Linked DNA regions of Gossypium hirsutum: region 1 is linked to region 2. A link is a contact called in public Hi-C data. All regions are on one chromosome and are shown on one strand. The core of a region is the stretch at or near the end of the contact, and the rest is flanking DNA. Distances in the headings are between cores, read along the strand shown. Region 1 has its middle 36 kb from the start of LOC121231243. Region 2 holds the start of LOC107962306 (type IV inositol polyphosphate 5-phosphatase 3).

Region 1 (4,562 bases), core at 1,383-3,882, 160 kb after region 2:
TTTATTGTATTTGAGCTTCATTTGCAAATAATTAATCTTGTAAGTATTGTTTCTTTGTTTGCTTATTTGTATCTCTTTGAGAGAGTTTGTAACTTAAGATTTGGAGTAGAAATCTTAAGGAGTTGTAAGGTTAAACCTTGTTCTCAAAGGTTGAACAAATTAGTGAATTTGAGAAAATCCTTAGTGGTGGAAAGCTAAGGTAGTGGAGTAGGCAATTGGGGCCGAACCACTCTAAATCTTTGTGTCAATAATTTTTATTTTCTCTCTTTACTTCCACTATTTTTTTTAAAAGGCCAATCCTCCCCCTCTTGAAGATTTCAGTTTGTTGTATCGAGTTAACATATTACTTTGTGATCGTTTTATATTATCATTATCAATGTTTAGTTTTACAGATATCCTCTTATTAGCATTACATGATTGATGAAATAGGAAAGTGGTCACAAGTAATTTGTCATAAGACAAATGATTTAAGTACTATGTGTTAGTAATGACTTTTAAATATTGAAAGATGTAATCTAAACTATGAGATAAAATAGGATCATATTGGGAGAACGAATTTTATCCCAAACAGATTTAGTATATTCTATGAGGGTAACACACTTATGGCAAGGGCATTGGATGAGCACTTAATAAATTAGCTTATGTGATGATATATAGTAAGGGAGAGTTAAGTCATGATACTATATTGGAATGACTCTATGATCAAAATAAATTATAAATAATAAGCGAAGAGCCAAAACTTAATTAAAAATTATTTGAGCTCGAATTATATATGTCCAATCAGTCCCTCCATTAGTTCAAGATCACCAAAAATAAATTTTATGTAAAACCTATAAATTATGGAATGAATGAAAACAAATAACTAAGACAAATAGAATGCATGAATCACTATCAGTTGTGATACGTTTTCTCGCTAAGTACAAAAGATGACTTAGAAATTAATTTAATTTCTTCAAATTATTATTTAATTGATTGTAATTAAATAATTAAAGTTCGAAGGGAAAATTAAATTTATTAGTCATCATAGATTTATTGAAGAAGGCAATTAAATTAATTTCTTCATGGATTCTAATATGGTAAAGATGTCATGACTTTAATGAAATTAGAATTGAAATGAGAAAATAATTTATTTGAGAAATTATTTTAATTTAACTAGTAAATTAAATTAATTCATTAATATTTTTGCAAAATAGAAAATAGTTATTGGATTGAATAAATTATAAGTGTTGAATATAAGTCCAGATAACATATAATAGTACACAATACACAAAATGCCTAAATAAGTCTTGTTATATGAGAGTAGTGACAAACCCTAGTATTCCATAGGGTGTGTTGTTGCTTCATGTATTCTATACCAAGTACAATATTGTATTTTCTATTAAAATATTGTTATTTAATTAACTCTTGTTCAAGTAGAATTCTTGTACCATTTCTCTATAAATAGGAACTATGAGCTAACCTCTTTAAACACATACATTATTGAGCATCATTATTCTGTCAGAAAATAGTTGTAATTTAATTTTAGAATACATTCTATTTTCTGTAAAAAGCTCGTAGTTTTCAGTTAAATAAAGAAAATTAATTTTTTCACTAAAAATAATAAAAGTTTCCATTTTGTGCAGCAATTTGGGGTTTGAGGATAGTGGAGAAAATCGATTAGTTGAAAGCCGGGAAACGACTTAGACTATCTCGTACAAAGTACAAGTATTATTTCAGTTAAAAGTTTATTATTATAAATATCACAATTCAAAATTTAAATTTACACTATGATTAAAAACATTATTTTCTAAACCGATTTTTGAGATAATTAGACTAGATTTTAGAGTGAATGAATGCTTAGGTGACTCACTAGTGCTCAATGAGTTTAAAGATGTCATTATCAACCTCGCACAGAAACAATAGCAAATCTACTGATCCTCAACCAAACGGAAGTAGAAAATTAATGGGAGATGAGGATTGTATAAAGCGAAGTAATCAAAACTCTAATACCATGTTGGAATTAGGAAGAGTAAACAAGTGATAATAAAATCAAGAATTAAGAGAACTTTTGAAGGAACCTGAGAAATAGATATAAGAACTATTTCATAATTTTGATTGATCTAACTTAAATTCCGTTGATACATCAAGAACTGTATTTAAACTACATCAACGGACTGTAATCTTTTGTGACTGAGCACATAGCAACATTAGAATTGCTTACCCGAGTCTTCATTACTAATGTTGTTATCAGTTGACAAACATAAGCCTCAAAAGAAACCAAGTTTCTCTGCTTCTTAGTGTTTAAATACTAATTCCCGGATGTTTTACTAAACTCATGTTCCACATGTATTTACAAAGCTAATTGCTTCATCATCAAGTCGGTGCAAAGTTAAGTTAAAATTTGACATGTTTAAATCATAGTCGATATTTGGATCAATAACTCAATTCTATTATTGAAAAATATTTTATAATTAAATTTAACATATCCAATAAATTGAATTCCACTTTGATAGGGATGGATGATAGTGAGTCGGTGAAATAGAATTACACAATGCATCTGAGGGGCCAGCGAATGGTCTCGAAATGGGAGACCAGTTTTCAATTGCTGAGTCTGGTCTCCATTGGAACGGTCGGCCATACATCATTTGCTCATGGCTGCCCACAATCTTTTAGCCATGCATTTTTGTCGTCACTTAAACCCATCATTTAAATCCTGACCACTCATACTCCTTCCCTTTTCCTTCAGGTGGGATGCTCAGGCCAGGCTTTCCTGATTTGTTCTTTTCCAGATATTATTTTCTTTTGAAACTATTATTTCAAAAAGTTGTGGTATTTCTTTTAATGGGTAATTCAAATCATGGATAGCTTTTTAACTAATATATTTGAAAATATAATGATGTTAATAAGGTATTAATATTGAGGTTGGGAGATCTTTGAGATTCTAAAGTTTCATTCTTATGCAAATTATGTTTACGTTTTTAGTCCCTCATTCTTATCTAAGTTTTGGAATACTTCAATTATCAATTTATTTATGTTTTGTAATTATAGTTATTTGGATTTTAAAACTCAATGATAAGTCGAACACAACAGACTCAGTTACAACATCTAACAGATGTTTCAATCATAGTATAGATTATGCCACCATGTCACTCCATAAATACAAAATAAAAGCGCGTTGATGTTGTCTAATTGTTTCCTCTAAGTCAAATAACATATTTATTTATAGTATTATTGTTTTTAAAGAAAAAATTATTAATTTATTTCATGAATAGGATTATACAACTTGAAGAAAAATAAACAACAAATATCCATCTTATGTGGAAGAGGACAAGCTCCATCAATATAATAAATGCTTCGGCATTAATAGAACATTGTGACATGTTGACAATTGACTTTATCTCAACTCAAACACGACATATCTGAAGTAATGCAAGTGCTTAATACGATATGGAAATCAACTCCAGATGATCCAAAGAGGCAAGCAAAATTTGGTAAAAGAATCGAGCATCCACCAAACTAAAGAGGATGACAACAAAATCATCCCTAAAATTGCTTGCAAAAGTGAGACTATATTCATAAGCAAGACTAAAAATGTGCTACAAGAGTAGACAAAAACTTCTAAAAATAAAGATTAATTAAACAATGAAAAATAAACAAAAAAGAACTTATAAGAGTTATGACAAAACAAGTCTCGTGAAATCATTTATTATTTTGAAATACTTTCAAAACATAAACAAATTAAGAAGCTGACAAAGAGCCACACACTTTCCAAGAGAAACTGCTAGTGGTTGATGGAGTTTCAACGACAACATACAGGCACCATCATCTATCCATCACAACTTGTAAAAATAATAAAGATGCCCACAAAATAGATCTACAAACTAGAAAATAAGAAGACACATTGAGTGAATGAGAAGAAGAAAGAAAGAGAGGATTGGTGAGAGGGAGAAAAAGGCAGGCGGTAGCCAACCCAAAGGCTGGCATCACCATTGGGCAAAACAAAAGAGAAGAAACAAACGACTTACAAAAAAAATAGAAAAATTTCTAGGATTTCTTGGATTACGTAACTTTTGAAAGTTGGGTGACTGAAATATAATTTTAAATAAAATTTGGAGATAGTTGGTGTAATTTACCCTATAATATAACAAATATTATTAAGAAAGTAATTTTTCTTTTATATTTTAAGTAAAAATCTAAAAAAATTACACACGATAAAATTTAAACATAAAATACTATGATTTTTAATATTTTAACTTCATTGTTTCAACAAAAACTTTATTTATTTTTATATTAACTTTTTATAAATATATTTGTTACAATTTTTTTCATTATGAGTATGTTTTAATCTAATTTTTTATTATAATATTAGATTTATAAATAATTCCTTATGAGAATTTCATCCAAATAAAAGAAAGTCTAGTATTCAAGAAAAACAAAATAAATCCATAAAATATATTAGTTTTTGAACTAACGGTTCCAATTGCACTTCTTGTCTAGTTATAAAGCAACCTATTTTTTTATTATTAAAAACTTATTTGTGTATATATTTTACTATAATATTTTAGAAGAAAAATAGATAACGG
Region 2 (4,730 bases), core at 1,747-4,246:
TTTATTGCTCTAAAAGATTTTCTTGGTTTGAAAGAACCTGGTCTCTCCAAAACATTCTGAGGAAGAAAGTTTAGTGGAGGCTCTGGCCAGCTCAAACCAATCCTCTCAGTTCCACTAAGCATTCTGGTTAATTTTCTGTTTTCTGCAATTCCACTAAGCGTTCTGGTAAATTTTCTATTTTGTAGCCTAATTGAGTCCCCTGCATCTTCATAAAAGTCCTCCATCTGCAAGCAATTCAATCCATTTAAACTCTTAGATGAAGAAATTTGCCTCTGTAAACCCTGTTCTAGAGGCGCATCAAGTTCAACAACATCATTAAAGTATGAAACTCCATAACTTCTGAGCACACTGTTTTTTCCGGATGAATTATCAACTTCATCAAAACCATTTGGGTCTTCATCCAATGGATAAATTTCTTCACCAATATCACTTTCACTTTCAAGAATTATCTCCTCCTCTAAATTAGGAACATCATCAAATGGCTTAAATTTCGTTGGAGATGAGGGATCACTATAGCATTTTACTTTAGTATTTGCAGGCTGAATTCTATCAAGGGTTTCACGAATGATGTTTTCCCACTTTGGAACAGGACGATTATCTTCAGCACCAAAAATATTCCCAGCATTTAAGGGTACTATCTCCTGAAAACTGAGCATAAAGAAATGATCATTAAGATAAACAAGTTCAGGAGTAACTGCTAAAAGAAAGAAAGCACCAAATTCTGAATTGACGTGTATAAATAGAATTGTTTTAAGGTCAAGTGAAAAATACAACATGAAAGTTATCTCAAACAGTTTTCCTGTAAAACATTGATTGTGATTAGAGTCTGGAAAGGATAGAAAATCAACTTCAATTGAAGAAAGTTCAAAATGCATATGAGGAAAATACTTACCCAAACACATAGATGTCAGCAGGTTCATCGATATCTATCCAATCATCAATATCTAGGTCATCAGGTGGAACCGTTCCACCAACATTCCAGGTACCGACGCATATTCTATTAATTAAAAAGGGGGAAAAAATTGTTTCAGCAACAAACCTATAACAAGCAAACTCCTTTGAGTCACCAAAATTGTACAACTAGTTTAAGATTTATGTGTCAATGCCACAAGGGAGAAGCACTGCACCTTAATTCCTTTGTGCTTATGTATTGTGCCCTAAAAGTCTCTGAATTCCGTCTCCTTAATCTTGGAAGACAATCTGAGATCAAAAAGATGGGAAAAGATTGTGACTATTCAAAGAGAAAAGAAATCAAAAGAGCACTTCACCTCACTCCCTGAATTGGATATTCACACAAACCACAAAAGGTTACACTCAGAATGCCAAAGTCAAAAGTGTCTGATTGCAGGGATATCTGAGGTAAACTTAACTAGAGGTACAAAAGGTGCCCTCCTGAAAATTTCACTGGTAAGTAAAAGTAACTGATGAATTTGTTTCACCGCCTTTGGAAGGTGATTTGCTTGTACATAATAGAATTAAGAGGGGTAAAAAAATTTGAACTTCTCTAAAATTCAGTTAGTTAGATGCTACAGGATAACTCCATTTCCATGTGACCCGCAGTTTCCTTTTAAGATTGCTAGAACTGTGCAATCGAAGAAAAGAAGAATAGAGCTATATCAAATCAAAGAAAACCATCAATAAACTACCTTGCCAGTCATTTGATTAATCCATCCACTAGGCAAATAACAAATAGAAAGTCTAAAAAGTCATTTGATTAATTGAGCCAACTTTATCAACTATATTTCATGAGATGCACAACCAGCTACCAGCTGAAGGGACTAAATATATTGATAAGCTTTCTACTAAATCATCAACTATTTTATGTTGAAAGGAAATATCAATCCCGATATCACAACCATTCCAATTCCGTAGCTTCATGAACCACCTGACTGTACAACTTAAGTTTGACTTTCACCGACCCCCCAATGAAAGATTGACAATCCAAAATTTTAGATTGGATGTTCCTCATGTATTTAGAAGTCTTTTACAACAACTTAAATTTCCAAACTTTCCAGCTAAAAGGGAAAATGATGCTACTCAAGTCTCAAGGTGTCAAGGAAATAGAAGATAACTAGCTTGCACACACAAATGACATAGGCATATAGCAACTTAACAACGTCAACTTTGATAAGGGATTAAGATTATTACCATTTAGATCAGGCTGAGGATCCTCCTCTCTAATCCCTCTAAACCTTGAGCCAATGCCATTGCCACAATCAAAAAATTCTGCAAAACCCCACACATTTAGACTCAAATTCCAAAAGAACCAGAAATCAGCCCGTAAAAACAACTCTAGAATAAATAAAAACCACCAAAAAAATCTCAAAATTCCCAGAAAACTGGGAAAATAATCCAATACATGAGAAATGGGGTCAGAAGGAAACTGGTGAGAGCACCTTCGGTTTCAGAATCCGAACCAATGTCATCTCCATCATCGGTGTCGGCACTGTAATCGGAATCTCTGGGATTGATATTGAGCAACTTACGCATGACAACTCGAGGCCAAAAAAGCTGTAGGCAGGAGCAACCAAAACAGCAGATTTCAACCCAACTTCTCTGCAAGTTCTCTCTTAGTTATACTATAATTAAAATCTCAAACGCACAAAAAAAAAACCAAAACTAACAAAAAGAAAAAGGAAAGAGGGGAAAGCAAAATGCTTAGAAACACAAAAAAGCAGTACCTCCGGCCGGGGCTTTGAGCCTTGTTTCATAGCTGCATACACAAAAAAAATTTTAAAAAATGCAAAGAAATGGAGAGCGCAAAAAGAAGAGAGAAAAACAATGGAAGCCAAAGTATAGTATTACTTAAATTAATTACTTAATCTGGATTTCGGGTCTTTTGACTCTTAATTAAAGACTTAGTGACTACCCATTATTCAATAGCACAATCAGATGGTGATATGATAATCACTACAATTATTGACTTAATCCCCCATTAATTGATCTGTTTTTATTTTTGGAACTCGGGGAGCTGTGAGCTTGAGTTGTTTCGGTGTACCAAGCTCAATTTCACACGCTCTTTAACTCTTTAAATAGCTAATGTCAATTGGAGAAACTTGTATTTAATTATGCTTCCGATCCTCTACTTTTTAAATTTTTGAATTTTAAACTTTATTTATTATTGAGGTTGGAAAACATTTTTCAATTAAATCTTGATTCCAAACTAAATTTTTTTTATAAATAAGTACCTTTCAAACTAAACTTAGGATTTTAATCCAAAGTCAAAAAGTTAATTTATTTAATTTTTAACTTTTGAATAAGTATTTTTTAATGAAATTATTTATTTTTATCCTTGGTTAAACCTTCCAATTTATAATTACAAGTCTAAAATTGTCATTTTATCTTTACAAAAGTATTTTTAACCTCAATGGTAAACTTGTACTTATCAATTGAAGTTTAATTTTTAAATTACACAATTTAAGAAACTAAATTCTTAAAAATAAAAAAATAAATTTTAAAATTTTGAAGAAGATAGAACTAGAGTTACTCTATAGTAATATGAGGAATAAATAATCATGTTGTCTATTTAAAACATCTATTACTCTTTCAATTCTTATTTCTTATTTTACTTAATTGAATTAACTTTTAATATTATCATATTAAAATTAATAATTTTAAATTGTTAAGCTTAAAATATAATTTTTAAAAAATACGCATATTAATAACATTTATTAAATTAATTTTTTATTTTTCAGATATAATAAAAACTAATTACATTTATTAATTACAGTAGAAGAAAATATAAATTACAAAATTATAAAAAAAATCGAATATTATCAATTTTAAAATTTAGAAAATTGATTTAACAATATATAAAATAAATAATCTGTAAGAAATTATTAATAATATTATTTAAACTATAATATATTAATATTGATATTCAAAGCATGACTAATTTTTGTATTATTTTAATATTAAATATTTTTAAAATTAAATATTATTAATATAACTTATTCTAAATTTATTAAATATTTTTTAATTACATTAAATTTTCAATTTATTAAAAATTTTAAATAAAAACTAATTTTATAAAAAAATATTATAAATTTAATATATATATATAATCGGTTCATGCATTAAATGAAAATACAAATTATTTTGAATTAAAAATTACATTAAAAATATATTATTTTATAAAAAATTTTATAGATGAATTTTATATTATAAAAATCTTAAATTTTTGTATATTCATTTTATGTTTTATACAACATAATATTTTAATTTAATTTTTATCGTATAATCTTATTGCATAGGATATTATTAAGTGTGCATGGCAGTCAAGTGATGATGGATTGGGAGGTTCATTGAATTTTGCATAATTTAGAGACTGAATAATTCATGGCATGGACCCAATTAGTTTTATTTTCCTATTGTATATAATGTAACTTTATGTTTTTACCTTTTAATAGATGTTTTGTCAATTCTTGTCTTGTTTGATTTGAAATGTAAAATAATTAAGTGATATATATATGGTTCGAACCTAATCTTAAGCAAAAGAAATGAAAAGGTTCCTTATAAGGGAACATTAAGTTATAACTATGCCTTCACATCATCATCATCATAATAAAATATATTAAAATAATAATGTCTTAAAAAAGTGATATCTTTAGATGACTTGTGTATTATAAATATTTTATTATTAAGTAGATGTTGATTAATATTAAAGTAAGTTTGATATACATTATGTTAGGTTTGAAAATATCAAGAGGAATTGAATTGGTATTTTAAAA

What was found. Hi-C and Micro-C count contacts between places; a contact is called where the count stands out from the background.
Region 1: a contact with region 2 is called in a Hi-C map of hypocotyl, with 2.3 times the contacts expected there. The contact joins the enhancer-like site here to the promoter of LOC107962306 in region 2. A contact is called at or near these places in 2 of 34 Hi-C or Micro-C datasets (hypocotyl and leaf).

What each region holds. Positions count from the first base shown.
Region 1 is chrA06:56,341,874-56,346,435 of Gossypium_hirsutum_v2.1, forward strand. No RefSeq gene overlaps it. Among protein-coding and RNA genes, the nearest start is that of LOC121231243, 36 kb to the right of the region's middle. Within about 2 kb of position 2,633, at least 1 of the 9 cell types and tissues checked has an H3K27ac peak or open chromatin away from gene starts, as enhancers often do. A contact at or near this core is called in hypocotyl, where this site is marked.
Region 2 is chrA06:56,176,868-56,181,597 of Gossypium_hirsutum_v2.1, forward strand. LOC107962306 (type IV inositol polyphosphate 5-phosphatase 3) reads right to left here and starts at 2,997. Exons shown (of 13, transcript XR_005928649.1): 1 at 2,870-2,997; 2 at 2,682-2,713; 3 at 2,397-2,556; 4 at 2,149-2,226; 5 at 1,128-1,200; 6 at 893-1,039; 7 at 1-648.